Regions from separate parts of the Mus musculus genome. Here all the other regions are linked to region 1. Evidence: chromatin contacts called from public HiCAR-type and promoter capture Hi-C data. All regions are on one chromosome and are shown on one strand. The core of a region is the stretch at or near the end of the contact, and the rest is flanking DNA. Distances in the headings are between cores, read along the strand shown.

Region 1 (4,247 bases), core at 950-3,449:
GATGTGGGTTCTGGGGATTAAGCCAGATTGTCAGGCCTGGTGATAATCTTGCCATCCCAGCAGCCTGTAAGCAGCAAATTTAAGAAATCATTTTAACAGAATTCAATCCAAACATATGCAGTTGGATGCATGGTGTGCAACAAGGGGAGAAATATTACTGAAAGTCTTCGTCATAACAAATGTTTTTATAAGAACAGCAAGCTTTCTATATATAGTAATAGAGAGACAGACAGACAGACACACAGACAGTACAATTCATAACAGGTGCATCTGAGCCAAAGTGCTTCAGGTGTTGCTTGCTGGCAGTGTGTGTTGTGACAGTCCTTACAGGTCCAAGTGTGTGTTCAGAACCAAGGCTGCAATGACATAGTTGGACACAATGGGCAGGCATGGCTAGAAATACCTCAGATTCATTATGTTTGATTTTTAAATTATCTTCGGGTTGTTACACATTTTAGAAACCTTTTACTTAATGACAATTTTGTGAGCACCCCACACTAAATCATGAAAAAAACCACAGGTTTGTAACAGGGCCCTAGACCTTAGCACAACGGACTCCATGATGGAAGTGCTATTCAGGGTATAAAACTCACCACGTAGACACTACCACCTGCTAAAAATGAAAACAAAGGCCCAATCCATCAAAGGCCATGGTTCTGGGAAAGTCTCTGAGTGTGCTAACCTTGCTTTTTGGCATCTGTAGCTCTGCGTCTGGCTAACTGTTCTTGTTAACTGAAGTATGTCAACCCAGGGCATGGTTCTTGTGCTTACAAGCTCACCCTGAGAAAGACTCCGGTCTACACTGGGATCCTGAACACCCACTGTAGTTGCTGGTCAGCTAAGAAAGTCTTTCTAAAGGCTTAAGCCCATGTCTGATCAGGTCTTCTCTGGCAAACACCCCACAAGTTTAAGATGCCAGAATGGAAGACACCTGAGAGCTACAGGGTTTTGTTTGTTTATTTTGTTTTTGTGGATAGGATAAGACTGAACAAACCTACTGTGAAAGATTATGATAATGAAAACTCAAAAGCACTGGACACAGATTAGGTAGGAATGGATGTTAATTCTTATTACTCTTTTCCATAGTTTGTTTCTCTCCCCTGCTCCTTTTGGAGCTCTTACACCACAGAACAGAGGCTGGGCCTGAAGAAACTCGTGGAAGCCGGAGGTTTTGTTTCTGGTTAAGTCCTCATGATGGTTAGTATTGTCAGTTTGACTATTAGAATCACCTAGGAGATCAGCTATACCTGTGAGGGATTGTTTAGATTAGGTTACCCCTTGGCCATGCCCTTCAACATTACCTAGATTAGGGTCTCCTAGAAGACTTGCTTTGCGCAGGGATTCTGTAGACTAGTCTATCCCCTTGGCTGTGCCCTTGAGGATTATCTAGATTAGGGTAATGGAGATAAGATCCACTTTATCTGTGGGCAGAACCATTCCATGGACTGTGGTCCTGGATTTAATACCCAGGAGAAAGCTAACACAAGAATTCATCCTCTCTTCTTCCTGAGCATGCGCGCAATGTGACTTTCCACCTCAAGTTTCTGTCATCACGACTTCTCATCATGATGGTCTGTGTTCGCTCCAACTGTACAGGGTAATAAACTCTTTTTTCCTTAAATTACTTTTGTCAAATATTTTATCGCAACAACTGACAAAGTGACTTTCGTTCTTGCTAGGCAAGTCTTTCCAGAACCATCTTCTAGAGTGGCTGGGATGGGGCAGATGTAAACACACAGGGCACGGATAATGCCTCCAAGGGCACAGGTTGCTCCAGAGGGCAAATTCTTATTCCCTGCGTGAGTGATTTCATCGCTCCTCTCCTCTCCTCCCTTCCCCTCCCCTCCCCTCTCCTCCCCTCCCCTCCCCTCCCCTCCCCTCCCCTCTTCTCTTCTCTTCTCTTCTTTTTTTCTTTTTCTTTTTTTTTTGGCGGGGTGGGGGGACAGGTCATTTCACAGAGATCCACCTGTCTCTGCCTCCCGGAGTGTTGGGATTAAAGAAGTGTGCCAGTATGTCCAGTTTGAGTTCAATTCTCACAAGCTACTTGGTAAGCGGAAGCGAGCGGAGACACTTGCTGGAGTGCGAGCCTGGGCAGGCGGGGACTCCAAGGTCCTCAGTCTTGGGTCTTGGCTCTGTCCAATTGTAGGAGCAGCTTCTGACGTCACGGGGGCTGGGCCGTACAAGGGGCGTGATCGTTCAGAGTTGGAGGGGCGGGGCGCCGGTGCGTTTTTAGAGCGCAGGCCGCCGCAGCCGCGGAGTAGCCGGCAGCCGCTGACGCGCCGCGGGGTCCGCGCCCAGCCTCGCTCGTCCTTTCGGTGCCTCTCCTTAGCCGCGGGTGTCCACGCCGGACCCTGCACGGCAGGCTGAGTTGCCTGCCAGACTCCTGACCCAGATCGACCCTGCGCCAAGGAGCCGCGCGGCCCGGCGCACACGGAAGTGGTGAGTGTCCCGGTGGGGAGGTGGAGACCGCCGTGGCCAGCTCGGGGACCGTGAGAGGGGCGCGGAGCCGGGCGGCCGAGCGGCCAGGGCGGCCGGGGCGGGGATTTCCAGGCGGCGGGGCTGCCGGGAGGCGAGGGAGGGCCGCTCCGCTAACAGCGGCCCGCTCCGCCGACATCCTGTTTATGGCCCCGCGGCCTGCGCGCCGACGGCCTCTGGCGCCGCAACAGCCCGGACCGCAGGACTCGCCGAGGGTCGTGGCCCGCGTTCACCCCTGGTCAGCTCTTGCGGGGGTGGGGGACTTTTGGGGTTTGGGTCTGCGTGGGGGCGCGCCCCGGGAACTCCGAACCGCAGCTTGCCGGAATGTAGCATGATGGAGGGCCATGGGTGAAGGGAATGGGGAGAGACGACTATAGGTCCTACCCGAAGGGACCCGATTCATCGAAACTGGGACCAGTGTCTGTGGCTCCCCAACTCCTGGCTCCGGTTCCGCGCGAACGAACGCCCCCGTCGACTCAGAAGCAGTAGGCACCCCTCTGGAGACACTCCCAGGCTCCTAGGATGATGAGTGTTTATGAAGGGAGTTCTTTAGGGAGACTAGACCAGAGGTGTGGTTATCTCCTGGTGCCTGTGTGCCCCCTTCGGAGGTGTATCCTCTGTGATTTCTCGGGAACTAGGACTGGGCCCTAATAGTCTTAATTCATGGCTGTGACCTGTCTTCTGCCTCTGCTTGGATACATCAGTATCCATGCTATTAAAATTCCTCCCCAGTCATAGAGCTCAGTCGCAGGTATTTACGGTAGTATAAAATTACCTTTACTTCTTTCAGGGAAGAAGGCATTAAAAACTTGGGCCGTTAAATAAGTAGAATGCTGAGACAGATAAAATTATCTAGTCTTTGGGTGTTGCCTTCCCCGTTTAAAAAGAAAATGTTTGAGTTACGGGTGGTGTAAAAAACTTTTTTCTTTTTCTTTTTAAATGAACATTTTGCATTGATTAAATTTTTATACCTTCCCTTTCTAAAAACCACATTTTGTGTTGCCTATTGCTTTTGCTTGTGGGGACTCTGATGTTTTCCAAGTACTGGAATTTGGGGCTATGTGGAGCAACTATGATCTTGTTCAAAATGTCAGTCAGTAGTACCCAAGTTGAGAGATCATGTGTGGTTACCAGGTAAAAAATTAGACTTGGGGCCCTGTGTGCAAAGTCATTTCATCCCTGGCTTCAGTTTTCCAACATCTAGGGGATACTTTTTTATTGAGTGATCGGTTTGTTCTCTTGTGCATCATGGTGAAGGTTAATGGAGACTGCAGGCCAGCATTTAGACAGTTCTGGTATAACATGCTTTATAAAATGGAATAAATGCCTCTTCTGTATGGATTGAGATCATGTAGAAAGAAACAGATACATCATCCTAGAGGGAGTGTGAACATTACAAATAGTAATCATAACTTAATTCTAGTATCATATTAACTTGAACTGTATTTCAGTTTGTCTACACTGCTGTACTTTTTAGGGGAGGGAGTTGCTTAGATTTTTTTTGTTATCCTTTACAGTGAATACAGCTAGTTCTGTTTCAGTCCCATTTCACAGCACACAATTTACTGGCTTTGGGAAAAGATGTTAGAAAGAGAATAAATTAGGTATTGGTACAATAGCAAATACATTTCCTAACATATTCTATTTTGTTGTAATTTAGGCAGGTGTTAGTATCAGTCTGTCTTACCCAGAAGATCATTATCTTTCTGGCCACTTGGTAGCCACCCTTTACAGATTTAAGGTGCTAGGAGGAGTTAGGCTGTAAAAATACT
Region 2 (4,247 bases), core at 557-3,056, 1.8 Mb before region 1:
AGACAAAGTACCTAGAATGGTGTTCTTCTTCAATGACCTCTGAACTTATCTTGACTTTAGTGGGCAGGACTACAGGATGCAAAGCACAGCAGCACATTACATATGGAGGCTCCACAACCAACAGAAATTATCTTTTCCTTTGTTCTTTTATTAATGCCATCCTAAAACACGTAGAGAAATTTGACCCTTCAAAGGATAGTTTGGGTTCCTTTCATAATCTTTTTCATATAATTTCATCCAGTGGCCTTATTTTATCATCTTATCAATATTTGCAAACTAGTTATAAATCTTAACGTTGCTGATGTCACTTTTATATCACCCAAAGTCTTGGAAGGGTTGGCCATTAGCACGCCTACAACACCAGCACAGACAATAATCATGTTTTTATTACATGAGGGAGCTTGCCTTTGCCCTCCCTTCATCTCCAGTCGTGCCCTTGCCTACCAGCATCACATCCGTCTTGTCTGCATTGAACCTCAACCAGTTGGTTCTTAACCACGTCCGAAACTCAGCCAGGCACTGGGAGAATCGAGCCACCACACCATCTGGATTAAAGGAAAGAAAGCCTCAGTAGCAAAGAGACAGAGACAGTTACCTCAAGCTCACTCAGTCTCACATTTTCAAAAGATGTCCCAGAACCAGGTCAACCGCCCCGTGGGAATTTCAGCAAAATGAAACAAAGATTGAGTCCTGCAATTTATAAGCAATGCTAAAGATTACAAAGAACCCAATAATTACATTTCTGTATTTCACCCATGATTTGAGAAAAGTCTAGTCAATTCCGGGTCATCTCCGTTAAGCGGTCTTAGAAACCTAGCTGGTCTTAAAATTGCCTAAGGTCTTCTGCAAAATTACAAAAATTGAGGTTTAATAGAAAAACTGAAGCCCTCCCCGGGAGTGGGGGAAGAGACTTGCCCAAGGTCACACAACATGCAAGGACCAGAGATGGGAACCAGGCCAGCAAGCATCTACATTACAAGCTAAAAGAATAAGGCCACTCGCGGGGGAGATAGGCACTGGGAGCGGCTGGTTCCCTGCAATGCTGTCTCTGAGTCTCTCGCCCCTCTAGCTCCCTCCGACAACGGCAGGTTGACCCAGGTTGCGCCTATCACCTCAAGGGATGCTCTGCTAAGAGAGCCAACCTCAACTGGCTGGACAGCTAGAGAAATCAGGGGCACAGAGGTGGAGCCACGGGGGAGTGGCCAGGAAGCCACACCCCTGCCGCGGAGCGAGGGCCGACCGAAAAGGGCGGGAGCTGGCCTGCCCGCCCCGCAAACTCACTCCGCAGCGTAATCCCGGCGCGCCGCGGAAGCGGCGAAGATTGGGCGCCGCCGCCGCCACCGCGAAGGCCGAAAGACCGGGGAGGGGCGGGGCGGAAACTACGCATGCGCGCCAGACGGCAGCGCCTCCAAGCCGCCAGCCCTCCCGGTACACTCGGGCAGCCCCGCCCCGGAAGTTAGGAGTCTTCCGGGCGGCGCTCTCCCGTGGGGGGAGGGGAAGTGGGGAAAAGGAGACTGCGAGCGCCCCTGGGGCCCCGGTTCCCGATCGAAGGATGGGTAAGATGGTCTGTGGAGGCTGCACTTACAGCCGCCGCTGCTGCCGCCGCCTCCGCTGCTGCCGCCGCCGCCTGGAGACGCCCCATCCATCCGCCTGCAGCCGGGAGACTCGCAGCCTGGGAGGGGCCTAGGGCCTGGGCCGCCCGCCTCCTCCGAATCGTCGCCCGAGCTTCCTCCAGCTCCACCAACCCTCTACCCTCCCCTCCGCCTCCGCCCTCCTCCTCCACCTCGAGCGGCCAGCCAACCGCGCGGCCGCTTCTTGAGCCAGGCTCCGCGGTCGCCATGGCGCCCGGCAAACATTCCTGAGCTGCTGAGCGGGCAGTTGGGAGTCCGGGCATCGCCGAACCTGCTGGGGAAGGGGGCGCCGAGCCCTGGTCTAAAAAGTCACCACCATGCATAGCTCTCCGACGAGCACCCGCAAGCAGGCCAGCTTCGCCGCGTAAGTTCCGCACTAGATCCGTGTGGCCCGTTCCTCTAGATCCCGGAGAGACAGCCAGCCCTTCGGTTTGGAAAGGGGTTCCCAACGCATTCGATCCCGCGGAGCCCCCCAGGCAGCGCCGGATCCTCTGGCTTGATTCGGTCTGTGTAAAAACTCCCGCTGCCGTGCTAGACCGGAGTTTGTCGAGGACCACCCTGCCTATTTCTTCCAAGCGCTTTTTCTTGTATTCTTTCATTAGGTCTCTCAACTTCCAAGCTGTCTCGTGTTCTGGCTCCTTGGTCTCTGAGCAACCAAAGCTAATTTTAATATGTACGCCAGCAGAGGATTTTTTTTTTTCATCTCTTTCTGCCAGCTTACCTTAAGACTCTTAACTGCTTAGTTCATGCCGCTAAGCTAGGAGAAAGGCCCAAAGATAATGTGGACTCGTGTGGCGTTGAACTTGGAAGTGGTTTGAATTTTCATTAAAATATTCCCCCTTTCATGCTCGAACATTTCAGTGGTTTTGCGGTCTTCCCAGAGCAGCCACATCTTTTCTTCCAACATCCTCTCAGCTAATTCGCCCTTTGAACTTACTGAAAGTTCTGAGGAGAGAGCCTTGCATTTGCCCTTGAGTTAAGTGCTCAGCCTTACATCGCTTCTCCGAAAAAGCGCTTTCCAATAGCTTACAACAGTCGGTTGGCACTTTAGTTGTTAACTAGCCAGTCACCAGCTTTGATCTAAATGACCACTTACTTTACTGAGTTTTGAAATGCTTCAGTTAGCTAATAGGACATTTTTCAATCTTCACTAGGCTCGTGGCTAGTTTCTGCTGTTATGTATCAATGTCTGTTTGTGTTTATAGATCAGGGTCTTTCGCCCTGTGTAGCCCTGGCTGATATGGAACTGGTTTGAAAGTGCTGGGATTAAATAAAGGCTTGGGCCACCTGGCCTGGCCTTCTTTTTCAAAATAGTTTACTAATCTGTCTCCTTCCTAAATATGTGTTGTGGAGGCAGGTGGTTCACTTCGTTGTTGCCTTGTGCCTTTCAAAGTTAAGTATATGCATGATTCACAAGTTTTCTTATCTCTTCAAGATCTCTCTCAAGAAAACAAAACTGAAGCAATTACACCCAGTGTGCTCGAAATTCATCCTCAGCGCTGTAATTTACTGCCCCTTTGTTTCCAGTCCGCAGCCATCCCAGTTCATTAAACTGCAACCCTTGCACTTCCTCGGTATGGGTCCTGCATCTTTACTGCCAAGCATTGAGGGCCACTTCACTTCGTCAAGTAGCTGTGCTCTCCAGACCTAACAGTCATTTCTGCATTGGAATAGCTGGCTGAATCGTCTGCTTGCCAACACCCTCCACATAGTAGTCTGCACAAAACTTCCTTAAGCTTTTCCCTTTCCCTCTGAGCTCCCTTTCTTCCAAGTCCCCACGGGATCTGGCTTTGGATTATGCCCCTTGAGTATGATGTAACATCCCGCAGCACGCACACACACGCACATATACACACACATAGGCCAGGAACGCTATTACGCTTCGAGTTTATCCCCATGAGTATATTATATTCTCCAGGTTTTTTTTTTTCCTTAGTTTTTCAAGACAGGGTTTCTGGAACTCTCTGTAAACCAGGCTGGCTCTAATTCACAGAGATCTTCCTGCCTCTGCCTCCAACCTCTTGGGATTGTGGGTGTGCCCCCCCCCCCCCCAGCTCATATTATGTCCTCTTTTGTTTTGTGCACTGCTGTAGACTCTTACCTAGAATGGAGAACATCTTTAGTACACATTGGTAAACTGAACAAATAAGTAGATACATACACATTTGTAGCTTGTTACTTAAGTTTTTTTCCTTGCTTAATTTCTGTTTTGCCTTTATGGAGATATTAAAGTGAAACTAAATTAAATTTATACAAATTAAGACAAAAATGATATAACACTTATTAATGCAAAACAAACACAAAAGCTACCATGATTTTCATTTCAAAGGGGATAAGATGGTTTACTCTGGGGCTTAGTGTGAGTGACCATGGCCTGGGAACAGGCATTCAGGTTTCCTAAACACCAGGTTCCAGTGTGGTAAATGTCTCATGAGACTTGATAGGAATGACAAATCGTAAGTCAAGGCACTTTTTACATACACTGGTGGACAGGGATGCTGGTAGGTTTCAGCAGAGTGGGGAACTTTCTGTCATAGCCCTTGGGTACTCTGATAACAGTCTTAAGGCCTTTTAGTTGATGGAAACCAGTGGTCTGCCAGTACATTCCAAAGGATT
Region 3 (4,247 bases), core at 495-2,994, 1.4 Mb after region 1:
ATATACACACTGTATATAATTTCTCAAATATACAATGATATCCTAAAGAACAATGATGTAGCATAATCCAAAAGAATCAGAACAAAGAAAATGCATACATGCATCATCTCAAAATAAGACTTCAGGGGAGACTTCACAGGGTTGTTAAGATTACAACAGTTCACAAATGTGAAACATACAGAATACTTCAGGACACACAAATGCTAAAGAAAACATACATGGAGTGAAATTCCCCAACAGTGAGGTTTTTTTTTTAATGCAAATCAACTGCAGTTGGATCCCCCCATAGCAGGATTAACTATCATTTCATTCACATTTCTATAATACAGCTCATGTCAAATCACTGGATATTTGAAGTTCCACCGATTACATTGAGCTTTATAAAGTTCCTTTACTAGTAATAATATTTAGTGTCTATACAGCATGTCTGCTCATAAGACATTAATATACAATCAAACGTCTTATTTAATCCTTTCTACACTGACCAGGCACTTTTTGTCCATTTTACAGATGATGAAATTGAGGGACAGAGATGTCACCCAGTCAGTGGTAATTTGTGAAATCTCAGTCATTTCTTCTTTTAATGTGAATGAAGGTTTATTGAACAAAGGCTACTATGCAGGGCAAAATTGTTCTGGTGGTCTAATGGCTTCCAACATTGCTTTATCCTGCGTTGACTTCTAAAAATACATTCCAATCTAATAAATTGAATAGTTCAAGTTGAACAATAAGATGACACAGGTAGGGTCCCCTTCAGGACTCATTGGATTCATACTCAGGAGGCCTAAATCACTGGCACCTTCTTGAATTATGTAGGTCTTTTACACTTGGGAAAGAAAGATAATAATCGCTTATCATGGATGAAGTACCCTATTTATAATACACAGACCGCCTGCCTGACACTTTCATATTACACCAGATTTAGAAGGACCCCATAGGGATGTGGTGTCACAGTCTGGTTACTGCAAATTGGTATCACCATAATTAAACATCGGTTTTAAACACATATGCGTGCGCGCCATCTCACAAACGGGAAAGAAAACTATTCCAATAAGGAAGAGCAAGCACTCGGCTTACAGCAAGCAATTTAAAAACATTTTTAAGGATCTTCAAGTGCTCCTTCCAAATGGGGTTATTCTCACATGAAAATCCCTGGACAGAAATGTTCCAGAATTCTATTCTTTCCCTTCCTGTGAAGACAGTCCAAACTGAAGCTTAAATAAATATATAATTGCACCCCTAGGGCTCGGAAACCACCTTTTATTTAAAATTCTAGCCCAAGTCTGAGACAGGGGCCTGGAGAGTATATTGTAGCAAACGGCTCCATAAATAACTAGGCACACAATAAGCAGGAAAAATAAACTGTTAAAAGCGCCTAAGGCGTCTAAAGGGCCAAATGAAAACAGAGAGCCATCCAGTCACCGTCGCTGCACCGTGAAACAGTCACAACTAATCCCAGACAAGCTCTCTCCGTTTTTTGTACTCCTCTGGCCACGATGCTGCATCCCCTTGTGTGTTTCGGGGCATGCACCGGCTCTTAGGAGGACACAGAAGTAAACGTAGCAGATGGGAGAGGCGGCCGCACAATGAAGAGCAGAGCGAGCGACAGAGCAAGAGAGAGGCTTGGTGGCTACCTAATTTCAGCTCACAAACCAAGAAGAGCAGCCAATTTTCGTTAGTAGATCCGCGAACCTCTCGGCGCAACCGGACAGACCTCCGCCTTTTTTAGATTACCATAGCAACTGCGCCTCGCCGCCACCGGAAATAAGAGGCAGAGCACCTTCCAAACGCTCCGACCAGAGATTTGTGGACCATTGACCGAGAGAGAACAGCCATGGCATTGTAGCTTATCTGTTGCGAGGCTGGCATGTCCACAATAGTGAGGAGGGTCGTGCGCTGCATGCGGCTGGGGCTAAATGGATTCTGGCCTTAGACTCCCTGCACCATTTCCTTGAACACGTTCAGGCTCTTTCTCGCGCGGAGACTGTTTCCGGCGAGCTGCATACGGGGTGACACCTCATCCAGCGCTTACTACGCGGGCTTTTTATGCTTCCGCGTTTGCGGTTTCTCAGTTGGTTCTGTCCAGCAACGGAGTCCCGAAATGCCGTAGGTATCCCTTCCCCAGACGTTGCTGTTTTGTGGGCCCTCTATGAGCAAAAAGAGTATACAGGAAGAGTATGCCGTCCCATGGTCACCTTGTCTTTTTTATTTCTATAAACTTTTCTCTGTTGACAGCGTCGGGATGCTTGGTATTCCCAACCTACCTCTACCCTTCCAACACTTCTTTGACTCTTAAAACTTCACATCATTGTGTAAGCTGCGGGCTAAATCTGAGTAATGTCTAACTTGAAATGACTAAGAATGAAAGAGTATATTAAGTAAACATTTCTCTGTAATTTGTAGAATTTTTAAATGCTTGTTAAGCATTTGTGTAGTGAGTTCTCTGAAACTCGGGAGAGATTTCATGGACTGAATGGATTTCAGGCACTGAAAGATTCTTAAGATTATCACTTAGCAACTCAGTAATAAGTGATTTACTTTTCTTACTTATAAAAATAAGCTTGAAAAAAGTAAAAAGTGGGTTTGTATTGGGTCATCTTTAAGTTACAGCCCAACCCCAATAATGTGATTACCGAAAATGACCATAGTAGAGATGGGTATTGTGCTAGACTGCTACCCTTCGGCTACCCTACATAGGCTATATAAAGCACAGTTAGCGGTTGTATAAACAGGTTTTTTTTTTTTTTTGTTTTGTTTTGTTTTTAAAAAAAACAGGGTCTTTTTAAAGAATTTGAGGGAGGAGGAAGACCTAACTCTTGTAATACTTCTTTGGCTACCCCCGTACCAGGCTGATTTAGGTACTTCCTGCTAGGGTAACATTTTCCTGTTTGAGTAAAATGCAAACTAAGATATTATCGGGGATACTTGTGTAAGATATGAGCTGACATAAAAGAAGGAGGACCTTCGGAAATAACAATATTTATTAACTCACCATTCTAAAAAGGTTTATCTTTTAATGCATTAGAAAAATGTCTATTATAACATTGCTGGCAAAGATGAGGGAACAAAACTTAAGCAGGAAAAGAATGAAAATGAATTTGGTGTGTAAACTATGTTCCTGATCTGTTTACAGAAGTGAGGAACCAAAATCTATTGGAAGTGGATATTTTTCTGGCAACTGGCAACTTTAATATATGAGTAGATGTTGTTATATTAGAAGAGTTTCATTAAGTACATTGACATCCCATATTTTTAGCAGTTGTGTTGGTTGGTCCATTTTTCTAAAGAATCAGGGGCTTGTATAACCCAGGCTGATCTTAAACTCACTTTGTAGCTGAAGAAAACAACAAACTTCTAATTTTCCGTCCACCTCCCCCAGTGCTGGGATTGCATACCGCCCACTGTTTATTCAGTGCTGGGGGTCCAACCTAAAGCTTTGTGTATAGTAACTGAGCACTGTACCTGATGAACTACATCCTAGACCCAGCTTTGCTGCTAATGTGTTTTAGCAAAGAGATTAAAGCCATCATAATAATTTCATGTATGAAGCATAGTCACGCTGTAGCGCAGTGGTTCTCAACCTGTGGGTTATGACCCCTTTGGTGGTCGAACAGCCTTACACAGGGGCCACCTAAGACCACTGGAAAATATAGATATTTACATTATGATTTATAACAGTAGCAGAATTAAAGTTATGAAGTAGCAACAAAATAATTTTATTAAAGGGTTGCAGCATTAGAAGGGTTGAGAACCACTGCTTTGGTAGCAGAGTTCCGTCTTCGTTAGTGAGATGCTTTGTTTTTAAATGTGATAAACTATGAAGTCAAAGTGGTACTAATAGAAACCTTGGGAAGTTCTTATAAAAGATAGCTAAAAAAAAAAAAAAACCATTTTTTTTATAATGTGGATGAGTGTTTTGCCTGCATGTATGTATATGAATCACTTACAACCTGGTACCCAGGGAGGCCAGGAGAGATCATCATGTGCCCCAGAACTGGAGTCAGAGATGATAATGAGCCACCATACCGTTGCTGGGAACTGAACCCCAGTCTTCTGTAAGGGTAGCAAGTGCTCTTAACTTCTGAGCCATCTCTCCAGTCCCAGAAACTGGACTGATTTTCAGTGATGTTGAAATGATGACGTTTTGGTATGCAATTGTGGAAAGGTGTAATCTGTACTCACTCATAATTTTCTTTATATTTGACTGGAAAATAACATTCTATTCTTTTTTTTTTTTTAAGAAAAGC
Region 4 (4,247 bases), core at 815-3,314, 1.3 Mb before region 1:
TGGAAGGGAATGGATTTATTTACTTCATCAAATGCAGTGGAGAATCCACAAATTGGAAGGTGCTATTTCAAAGATAAATGAGTTCCCGTGTCTCCTGTACACATATCTTATTTTTTCTTTAATAATCTGTCCTCACAAGAAAGCCCTGTTAGAGTCTACCTAGAAATAATGTCCCCAGAGGAAATGGCCAAATTCCCTTTTCAACACAGACAAACAAAGTTTGTGAATGAACCCTTAGAACACACACTTCCCCACACCTCCCTAAAGTTGGGTCTGCCCAACACTAGATCTACAAGCACTACTGAGAAATTACATTTAGGCTTTAGAAAGAAAAGAGTTATTACTTTAAAATGAATTAATACTACTTTTCTAGAATATTCTTTTTAAAAAATCATCTGTGGTTTTTTTTTTAATTTAATTTTTTTGTTCCCAGTATTACTAATGATAAGTAAGGCAATGTATGGTGTTGTTTACTATGCACCAAAACTTAACACAGACTTCTTTCAATAGTGAGAGGCTACTTAGCAAATACTTGAAATTAAATTTTGTCAGATAAGTTCAATTTTTCTTCCAGTTTCTGAGCCACTCTTTCTAAACTGATGAGAACATGTCTTCGCTCTCTATTCTTTCTCAAAAGGTGAGCTTAAGGTTTGTGCAAAGATCTTCAGGCACTGCCCTGAGCTCTTTGTGACTTCACATAGAAGGGTGAACTGGAAGGCTCTTCTTGGTAGCACTATGTTTCTCAGGGAAAAAAAAAAAAAAAGCCAGAAGGCAGCTGGCACAAGGACTAACATCATGCTTGTGAAAAAGTTACTTTTATATGAATCTGAATTTGCTAGCAGTGATTCTATATGATTAAAAATATCATTAAAATCATTAAAAGTTTTTTAATTGAAAAGTTTTGAATTGAAAAGATACTTTTTTCTCAATGATATCCTGGTGAAATCAGTGAGAGAAAATTTTAAGGAGGGGGGGAGTGAGGCAGGGGGGGGTGCGGGGGGGGGGGGGGAAGGTGCCAAAGAGGAAGACAGCCCTAGTCATTGCTCCTGTGGGTGGCCATCTACGTAGGAGCCCAGCTGTGAGACAGGCGCCTTATTGTGTAGGATTTTCCTGTTTTTGCAGTTTGAAACAACTGCCGAACTCATTAAAGTCACAATGACTTTTGGGGACTGACTTTTGACTCATATTTTATACTCTTGTTAGTCATAAAGTTATAAGAATTCCCAAGAATCAGGAAAGCAGAGGGGCTGAAAATCCCTCTTGAGATCATGTCTGAGACGCTCAGGGTGACAGAGAGGGAGAGACGGTGACACAGGTTAGTGAGAGAGGACTACAAGCAATATGTGACCTCAGATAAAATGAACTGACTTCTTGGGTCTCTGTTTCTTTAGTTGAGTGAGATGGTTAATTTTAAAGTCCCTAATTTTTTTTATTTTTATTTTTTAATCTGAATTTAAAATAAAACAGGAGAAAAGTCTGGAGCAAGGATATGGTGTAGTTCTTTAAAAAATCCTCTTGTGAAACTCACAATTTCCACTGTTGTTAATAGCTCGGGCACTGTGCTGCTTCCCATTCCTTTAAAACACTGAGCCCTGTTTCTTTAACGACATGTTTGTCTTATTTGAAAGGCAAGTGGAATAGCACTGGGTGAATTAATAACTGAGTGGAAGAAGGAGCCCATGGCCATGCCTCCTTTGCCAGAGTAGCTGAGCCAGAGAGCACAGTCCAGAGGGGGTGGGGTGGGGAGAGAGGGGGAGTGTTGTGCCTGCCAACAGGTTCTACTGGGAGCAAATTCTGGCCTGGGGGAGGGGGGCACAAGGTTAGGTAATATTCATCACTCCAGGGCCACACTAGAGAGACTCGCTTCTGCAATGGCTTGAGGATGGAGTCATTTCTCTTCCTACATGCCCAGGGACACAGTGATACGAGGTAGCAAGTGTGAATCTTGTCATCACAATTTTGCAACAAAGTGCTGTCATTTCTGATGAACAAAGCCAGTTCTATTCACCAGCCGGAAGATGAGTGTTTGCTCAAGTGACATATGAAAGGCCAAGTAGGGACAACACATTAGTGCATGCATACAGAGAAGTGGAAAGGGGGAGGGGAGGGGTGCAGGATACAGCTCTTTTGCACAGTGACACTGGGCTTTATGTAGCTCTCCGAATCCTTAGGTGTTTCTCCATACTTAGTCCCTTCACTCTCCAAGGATTTTTCTTTTTACAGTTTCTGAAATCTTTTTGAGAGAAAATATGATACACATTATTTGAATGCTGAGAAGTGACCCTTCCTAACCTTGCAGTAATTCCCATAAGAACCTTTACAGAAACTTCTCATGACCCACATTTCCTTCCAAATTGCTACAGTGACATGATTAAATAGACAAAAAGAAAATACTGCAAGTAATTTCTCAGAGCTAACACAGTCACAGCATTTTATACAACATACTATTTCTAAATTATGTATAATGTTTATTATATTATATGATGCATTATATATATTTATGCTTCTGCAACAAAAAAATGCTAGGTTTGATGGATTAAAAAAATAAGATTCTCTTTTAAACATAAAACTTTTTCAAGTATATGTATAGTTCAGATATTACATATCCAAATATCTCACAAGAAGATTCAAAGTTATACATTTGTTTTCAGGATGGAAACCTATGCAAGCTTTTAGCTAATTAAAAATATCCAAATTTTAGTTCTTAGATAAAGATCTTTCCTTCTTTTGAGAAATGAAAGACAACTCACCACACTAACCACCCTTGGAACATTTACGTTCTGCCTTCTTGCTTTTAATCTGTAAGGATATTTTGCCAAATCCAGCTAACCACCTTAATCAACAGATGACGAAAATCATTGCAGCAAATGAAAAAAAAGAATTAAGGAATCAAAGTTTAGTATTGCTATTCTTTTACGCCCCCAAAGTCTCAAGATTTTCATATGATTTTAAAATTGGTGACTAAAACCTTTTTTAAAATGTTTCTCAGCTAGAAACCCTACATCTTATAATATTTTTTAAAAAAATAGAAACATTGAATCAGATGCATGGATCATTAAGTCTTGAATCCTCTCCAGTGGAAAACAAAATCAATGGTTGGCGACCTCCAGCTCCCTGGAGACAACTACACAGAACAAGGGGGACATCACCGAAACATTCTTAGTCTATAAATATGAGTCATGGCAGACATCTGACCACTGAACTACATCTGAAGACCCCGGTTTTTTAAGATAGGGTTTTGCAACATTGCCTAGGAAGTTCTTGCCTCTACCTCATAAATTCATGGCTTGTGTGTACCACCACACCCAACAGTACAGTTCCTTTTAAGAATGGATTCCCACTTTCAGACTCCAAAATTGCTTGAGTTATTGTAAATCCCCCTTTCTTAAAATGTCTACTATTTCTGTGGCTATGCAAATCTGCCATAACTTATTTTTGAGATTACTCCTCTACTTTCCTAACGATTACTCCTTGTCTTTCCTAGAGTCTATAATGTATTTGACATTAGTTATATTGTTTTCAGCTAGTGTTTCTTCTATAGTCCCTGATACATGAGACATGGGAGGTTTCAAAGCTGCTTTACGAATCACTTCTTCTGAATTAACGTTTCTCAGGACTGTGACAGCCCAGCAGTCTGTCACGTTTCAAAGTCAACTCTGGGGCCTACCAAGGAAATCGAAACCCTGAGTTACACAGGTCTATCCTTTTCTCTCCTGGAAGCATGCATCTTGTCCCTTTTAGTATTTTGGCATGCCTCATGTTGGACTATACACATCCGAATTGAGGAAAATCTGCCACAAATGGAAGGCTTGGACCTATTTGTAAACTCTAAAGGATGAAAACACATGTCTCGGATAATTTGTATCCCATTAGAAGAGACAGATATATCCTGTATATTGTTCTGGGATAGCTGCAATACTTTAGGCCAGATGGATGCACACTTTCACCACAATGTATTCCTAAGATGTACAGCTCTGTTGGGATAGAGACAATTTCAGAGATAGACATCTAACTTTTACATGAAAAGAGGGAATATTCATTTTAGGCTGCCCTGCTAGTGGACTTCAATAGCACCAAGGAAGCCCAATCAGAGAAGTTAGTAGCCTCTATAACACATGATACAGAGACAGCTGAGTGTTCTCTCAAATCTGGAAATAAACACTTATGCTGTAGCCTAGTCTAGGAAACTATGCAAGTTATTGCGCCCTCGAGAGACCAAGGACGTCCACCTTTAAAGTGGGACGACT
Region 5 (4,247 bases), core at 705-3,204, 1.3 Mb after region 1:
CTTGGATATCTCTACCATGTTACTGAGACAGAACAGAGCTGTTGAGCAAAGCCCGCCCTCCCTCCTTTCCCTTCTTCCCTATGGAACTTTGTAGCTTTGGAACCATACACTGAGGTGCTGTAAGGCAAGAACACAGTGCATGTGTGACAGTCCATCTGGGGAAGGTTCTCAATGTGGACTGACTGGAGGGATGTGAGAAAGCCTGCGTTTTTATTCCTATTCTCCATCCACAATGGGAGAAAGAACATAGGCCTAACTAGTGAAAGGCATTCCAATCAAAGAAAAGGCTTTTGCAATTAAGACCCTTCAAAAGCAAAAGGATTGCACATGGTATCAAGAATACAGAATGCACCTTGCATTCCTTTCCAGGCATGTCTGGCTTTTACAGCTAGTGGGATTCCTCGTGGTTCATCGCATTAGATATAGCTGGGTGACTTCCTGAGCCTAAGACAAGACTGTGAGGAGTGGTTGCTGAGGAACCCGGTCTGCCCATCTACATGAAAGGGACCCTGGCACTGAGTTGTGTTCCCAGCTCACTTGGGCATCTCTAGCCGATGGTATCAGCCCAGCTCTTGAACTTGCCTTCATAAAATGAAACCTGCTTCAACAACACCCAAGTTGGAAAGGCATTTGGTCAGGTCCTTGGAGGTGTGGGACCACTATACTGAAAATACTTAGAATGTGGGGAGTTGGTGGTGTCCCCATTCTATTCTGAAAGAATGGATCGGGAACGTCTTGTCGTTTGCTTTTAATTTTCCCATTAGTTTTGTGTGTTTGTTTTTTGGGTTTTGTTGTTGTTGTTTGTTTGTTTGATTTTTGTAGTGGAGATGACTTGGTGGTGGAGGATGTATTTCTCCTTTTACATTTTTATTTTTAATTATGTGTATGTGTGTGTACGCCTTGTGTGGGTGTGTGCACATGAATGCAGTTGCGCATAAAGAGCTATGGCCACAGCAGAACTCATGGCAGAAGCACAACATATAACACATTAGTTTTATATATATGTATGCATATATATATATGAGAGAAAGGGGAGACGGAACCATCTCAGCCCTGAAGGGGTTTCTCTATGTGACTACTTTTAAAATAAAGCCAGGAATCAGGTAATTTTAGATTTCTCCGAGGGGACCTTTTGGAACTGTGATTTACTAGTCATTGTCTGAGCCACCTAAAGATGTCTTTTCACACTGAACACACCAACGTTTCCTTCGATTTTATATGTACTTGGTATAGAAGGTCTGATGAACAATAAGCTACACCATGCATACTGCCCTTCATTCTCTTGTTCCTTATGGTAAGATCTGTGGTCAGCCATGACTGCAGGCTGCAGGGACTGTGCAAAAGGTTAAAAGTGGAAACCAAAGCAAGAAAACCCAGGGCTGCTTCTCTCTTGAAGAGCTAAGGGTTCTAAAGCAGGCTCCCATGGGCTGCCTTGACTAAGGAAGGCAGGGCAGGCACCCTCCTCCTAACGATGGCTGCACCACTGCAAGCCCTCCCCATTCCACCTCCCACCATGAAGCTCACCCAGCCACTTTTTAAAGACAACTCTGTCCTGCTAAAAAACAGGCCCTGTTGTGCACTGTCCCAAATCCCTCCCACCCCCAATCATCCCTGAAGATCCAGCAGGACTCAGCTGCTCATATGCCCGCCCGTGTTCCTCTCTCACAACAGCCAAAGGGGAAAGAACCCAGACATCCTGCTCCAGAAGGAAGGATGGATACACAATGCATCACACACACACACACACACACACACACACACACACACAATGCAGTATTACTCAGCCTTGAAATAGAAACCAAACTGGGGGGTGTTCTATAGTGAATGAATGGGTGGAGTAAGGAAGTAAAGATAAAGCAAATTATGAAGGAATTCCTGTCACACATTACACTATGGATTAGCCCTGGGGATATCTCAAAGACAGATAAGAGCAGGATGCCATTTACATGAGGTATCTTAAAATCATCAAAACCACAGACACAGGAAGAAGAATGGTGGCTGCCAGGGGTTTCGTAGAGGAGAGGGGCAGATGAAGATGTAAGGAGCTGTCCAGTGGGTGTGGGATACAGTAAAAGATGAAAATATTCTAAAGACGTGGCGTGGCAATGTGAATTCAGTTAACACTACTGACCCAAACAACTGAAATGGCTATGTCGCCGAATAATGTTATGTCTTTTAAAAAAACAATTAAATTGCTTTTTTGAAATTAGTTATTATATCCAGAGGTGGCATTGCTCTCTATGCATAGGGAAGTGATCGGAAAGATGTCTGTGAGACCAGCATCAGTTGTTTTATTTTCTATTTGTCTTGCTGCATCTCCTAGGCTAACCTCAAACTCCACAATCATTTCTTTAGCCTCCCCAGTGCTGAGATTACAGGATTTGACCACCACGCCTAGCTCAAAAGCTTTTTAAAACTCAAAGTGAAAGGAATAAAATTCTGACCCAAGCTCCAGCATGAGACATGAAAACATTATGCTATGAAACAGGCCAGACACAAAAAGACAGGACTGAATGTTACGAGGGAGTCAGGACAGGCAAACGTGCAGAGGCAGAGGGGAGAGCTAGACACAGAGGCTGCTGGAAAAAGCAGATATGGGGAACGACTGTATAGTGGGTACAGAGTTTCTGTTTGGGATGACGATTGTACTACATTATAAATGCCACTGGAAATGCTTCACATGACAAAGCTGATGTTATATGCCACCTTCCCTAAGAAAGGGGAAATACAGCTTGGTGGCTCTCATGCTTTGTTTTAAAAGGGGAGGAGGAAGAGGAGGAGAAAGGAGGAAGATGATGATGATGCCCCCTCATTTTCTTTGCCCTGCTAGCTACAAGTACAGTCCTTTTATTTAACCTCTGAGCTTTCTCCAAGTTCAAAGCTCAGGGGACAAAGTGCATTCTGCACAGGCCCAACCAAAAACTCATTTTGTGCATTAAGATATCCACTAAAAGTAGACAGCTCCATGCAAATGAGAACAAAGAGGAACTTCTATTGAAGCTTAATTACACTCCATACTTCACAGATGATGGAAATCAAGAAGAGGAAGATACAGATGCACCAGGACACAGAAGGGGAAGATGGCAGGCTACCTTATCTTTAGCTTACCTTGCCAAAAAGTCCTCCATAAACTAGTAACGGGGGAAGTAGCCACTGACAATGGTAAGCAGCACTGCCTCTTGCTAAAATCCACGGTATAACTATCCTTCCCTTAGATTTCCTGCATCCTACCACAGCCGGAGATGTTAAAGCTGTCTGAATGTGGACTATGTTAGAAAAAGAAGAAACTAAGCAAGGTCTTTAGAACCTCGGCATTTTTATCAGATTAGAGCACGTTATCCGTCTACTAAACGTCTTTAAAGTGATTCAGCCAGCCAGCAGGACGGCTTTCAATGCAATGCTATTTTTTTAATATGGAATGTCCTTGAAAATATTGCTTAAGCTGCCACAGCCTTAACAAATAGGCAGTTACCATATTTAATCAATTATTATCTCTGAAATGTATTATTTAGCAAACCTTCAAACAGTCAATCAGAGAAAGTCTGCAGGGTTTGCCTGAATCGCTCATTCCATCCACCTTGCCCACATCCTTCAGTTCCACACAAAAAAACGTTAATGAAGCCGAATCTATCAGAGCAAAGGGGACAGTGTACCAGATCCACTCAACAGCCTAGGTCTATGGAGAAATAATGTCCCATTTATCCTCTCAGAAGATTAAAGCATCTTTAACACCATTCCCTGAGCAACGGCGCTCCTCAAAGATGAAATTTACGGCACGTCACATTTTATCTTAAAAATGTGTATGCTTCATAATAATTTCATATTTAAGTTCTCTATCAGCAATTTTTACATGACAAGCATTCAGATTCTGAAATCCCAGACCACAGACAACAGTATGCAGTGCCTCTTAAGTTTACTCTGTTGGCATGCCTTTTGTTATGGTTGGCTTCTCCAAAAACCTGCTTGGCACATTCAAACAGACTCAAAATGAATGCCCAACACATTTGTTTGCAGTGCTAAATATCATGGTCTCCAGGCCAGGATTTCTTTAAAAAAAAAAAAAAAAAAAGTACAACTTTAAAACTTTCTAGATAGTAATAGAATGTGTGCTCCAAATTTTAGCTTAACTATTATTTTAAACACACACACACACACACACACACACACACACACACACACACGGGGGAGGGGGGCTCGGCAGCAGCTTTGGGCCACCAGTGTTATCTGCAGAACAAACCCGGCAATGC

The links. Promoter capture Hi-C pulls out the DNA fragments that hold promoters and counts their contacts. HiCAR-type assays count read pairs that join an accessible place to other places.
Region 2: a promoter capture Hi-C map of pre-B cells shows a contact between it and region 1. The contact joins the promoter of Wdr78 here to the promoter of Jak1 in region 1. A contact is called at or near these places in 4 of 39 promoter capture datasets (the HPC-7 cell line, liver, neutrophils and 1 more) and 4 of 115 datasets of contacts at active chromatin or transcription factors (astrocytes, cardiomyocytes, large pre-B cells and 1 more).
Region 3: a HiCAR-type map of astrocytes shows a contact between it and region 1, with 3 times the contacts expected there. The contact joins the promoter of Efcab7 here to the promoter of Jak1 in region 1. A contact is called at or near these places in 3 of 39 promoter capture datasets (the HPC-7 cell line and pre-B cells) and 1 of 115 datasets of contacts at active chromatin or transcription factors (astrocytes).
Region 4: a contact with region 1 is called in a promoter capture Hi-C map of liver, with 3 times the contacts expected there. The contact joins the enhancer-like site here to the promoter of Jak1 in region 1. A contact is called at or near these places in 7 of 39 promoter capture datasets (the C10 cell line, the HPC-7 cell line, liver and 2 more), 1 of 484 Hi-C or Micro-C datasets (CD4 T cells), 3 of 115 datasets of contacts at active chromatin or transcription factors (bone marrow-derived dendritic cells, large pre-B cells and thymic regulatory T cells) and 2 of 9 other capture datasets (adipose tissue and liver).
Region 5: a contact with region 1 is called in a promoter capture Hi-C map of liver, with 3 times the contacts expected there. The contact joins the enhancer-like site here to the promoter of Jak1 in region 1. A contact is called at or near these places in 7 of 39 promoter capture datasets (the 3T3-L1 cell line, 3T3-L1-derived adipocytes, frontonasal cranial neural crest and 3 more).

Annotation. Positions count from the first base shown.
Region 1 is chr4:101,263,234-101,267,480 of GRCm38.p6, reverse strand. It overlaps Jak1 (Janus kinase 1), which reads left to right and starts at 2,199. Exons shown (of 25, transcript NM_146145.2): 1 at 2,199-2,439.
Region 2 is chr4:103,111,858-103,116,104 of GRCm38.p6, reverse strand. It overlaps Wdr78 (WD repeat domain 78), which reads left to right and starts at 1,806. Exons shown (of 17, transcript NM_146254.4): 1 at 1,806-1,995. The coding sequence starts at 1,949. It also overlaps a transcript of Mier1 not described here.
Region 3 is chr4:99,826,942-99,831,188 of GRCm38.p6, reverse strand. Efcab7 (EF-hand calcium binding domain 7) reads right to left here and starts at 1,744. Exons shown (of 14, transcript NM_145549.2): 1 at 1,635-1,744. It overlaps Itgb3bp (integrin beta 3 binding protein (beta3-endonexin)), which reads left to right and starts at 2,031. Exons shown (of 9, transcript NM_026348.4): 1 at 2,031-2,106. The coding sequence starts at 2,102.
Region 4 is chr4:102,582,563-102,586,809 of GRCm38.p6, reverse strand. The region is part of intron 6 of Pde4b (phosphodiesterase 4B, cAMP specific); the gene reads right to left. Among named protein-coding and RNA genes, the nearest start is that of Gm52667, 15 kb to the right of the region's middle. Within about 2 kb of position 2,064, at least 24 of the 459 cell types and tissues checked have an H3K27ac peak or open chromatin away from gene starts, as enhancers often do.
Region 5 is chr4:99,957,083-99,961,329 of GRCm38.p6, reverse strand. The region is part of intron 1 of Pgm1 (phosphoglucomutase 1); the gene reads right to left. Among named protein-coding and RNA genes, the nearest start is that of BC062258, 29 kb to the right of the region's middle. Within about 2 kb of position 1,954, at least 20 of the 459 cell types and tissues checked have an H3K27ac peak or open chromatin away from gene starts, as enhancers often do. A contact at or near this core is called in liver, where this site is marked.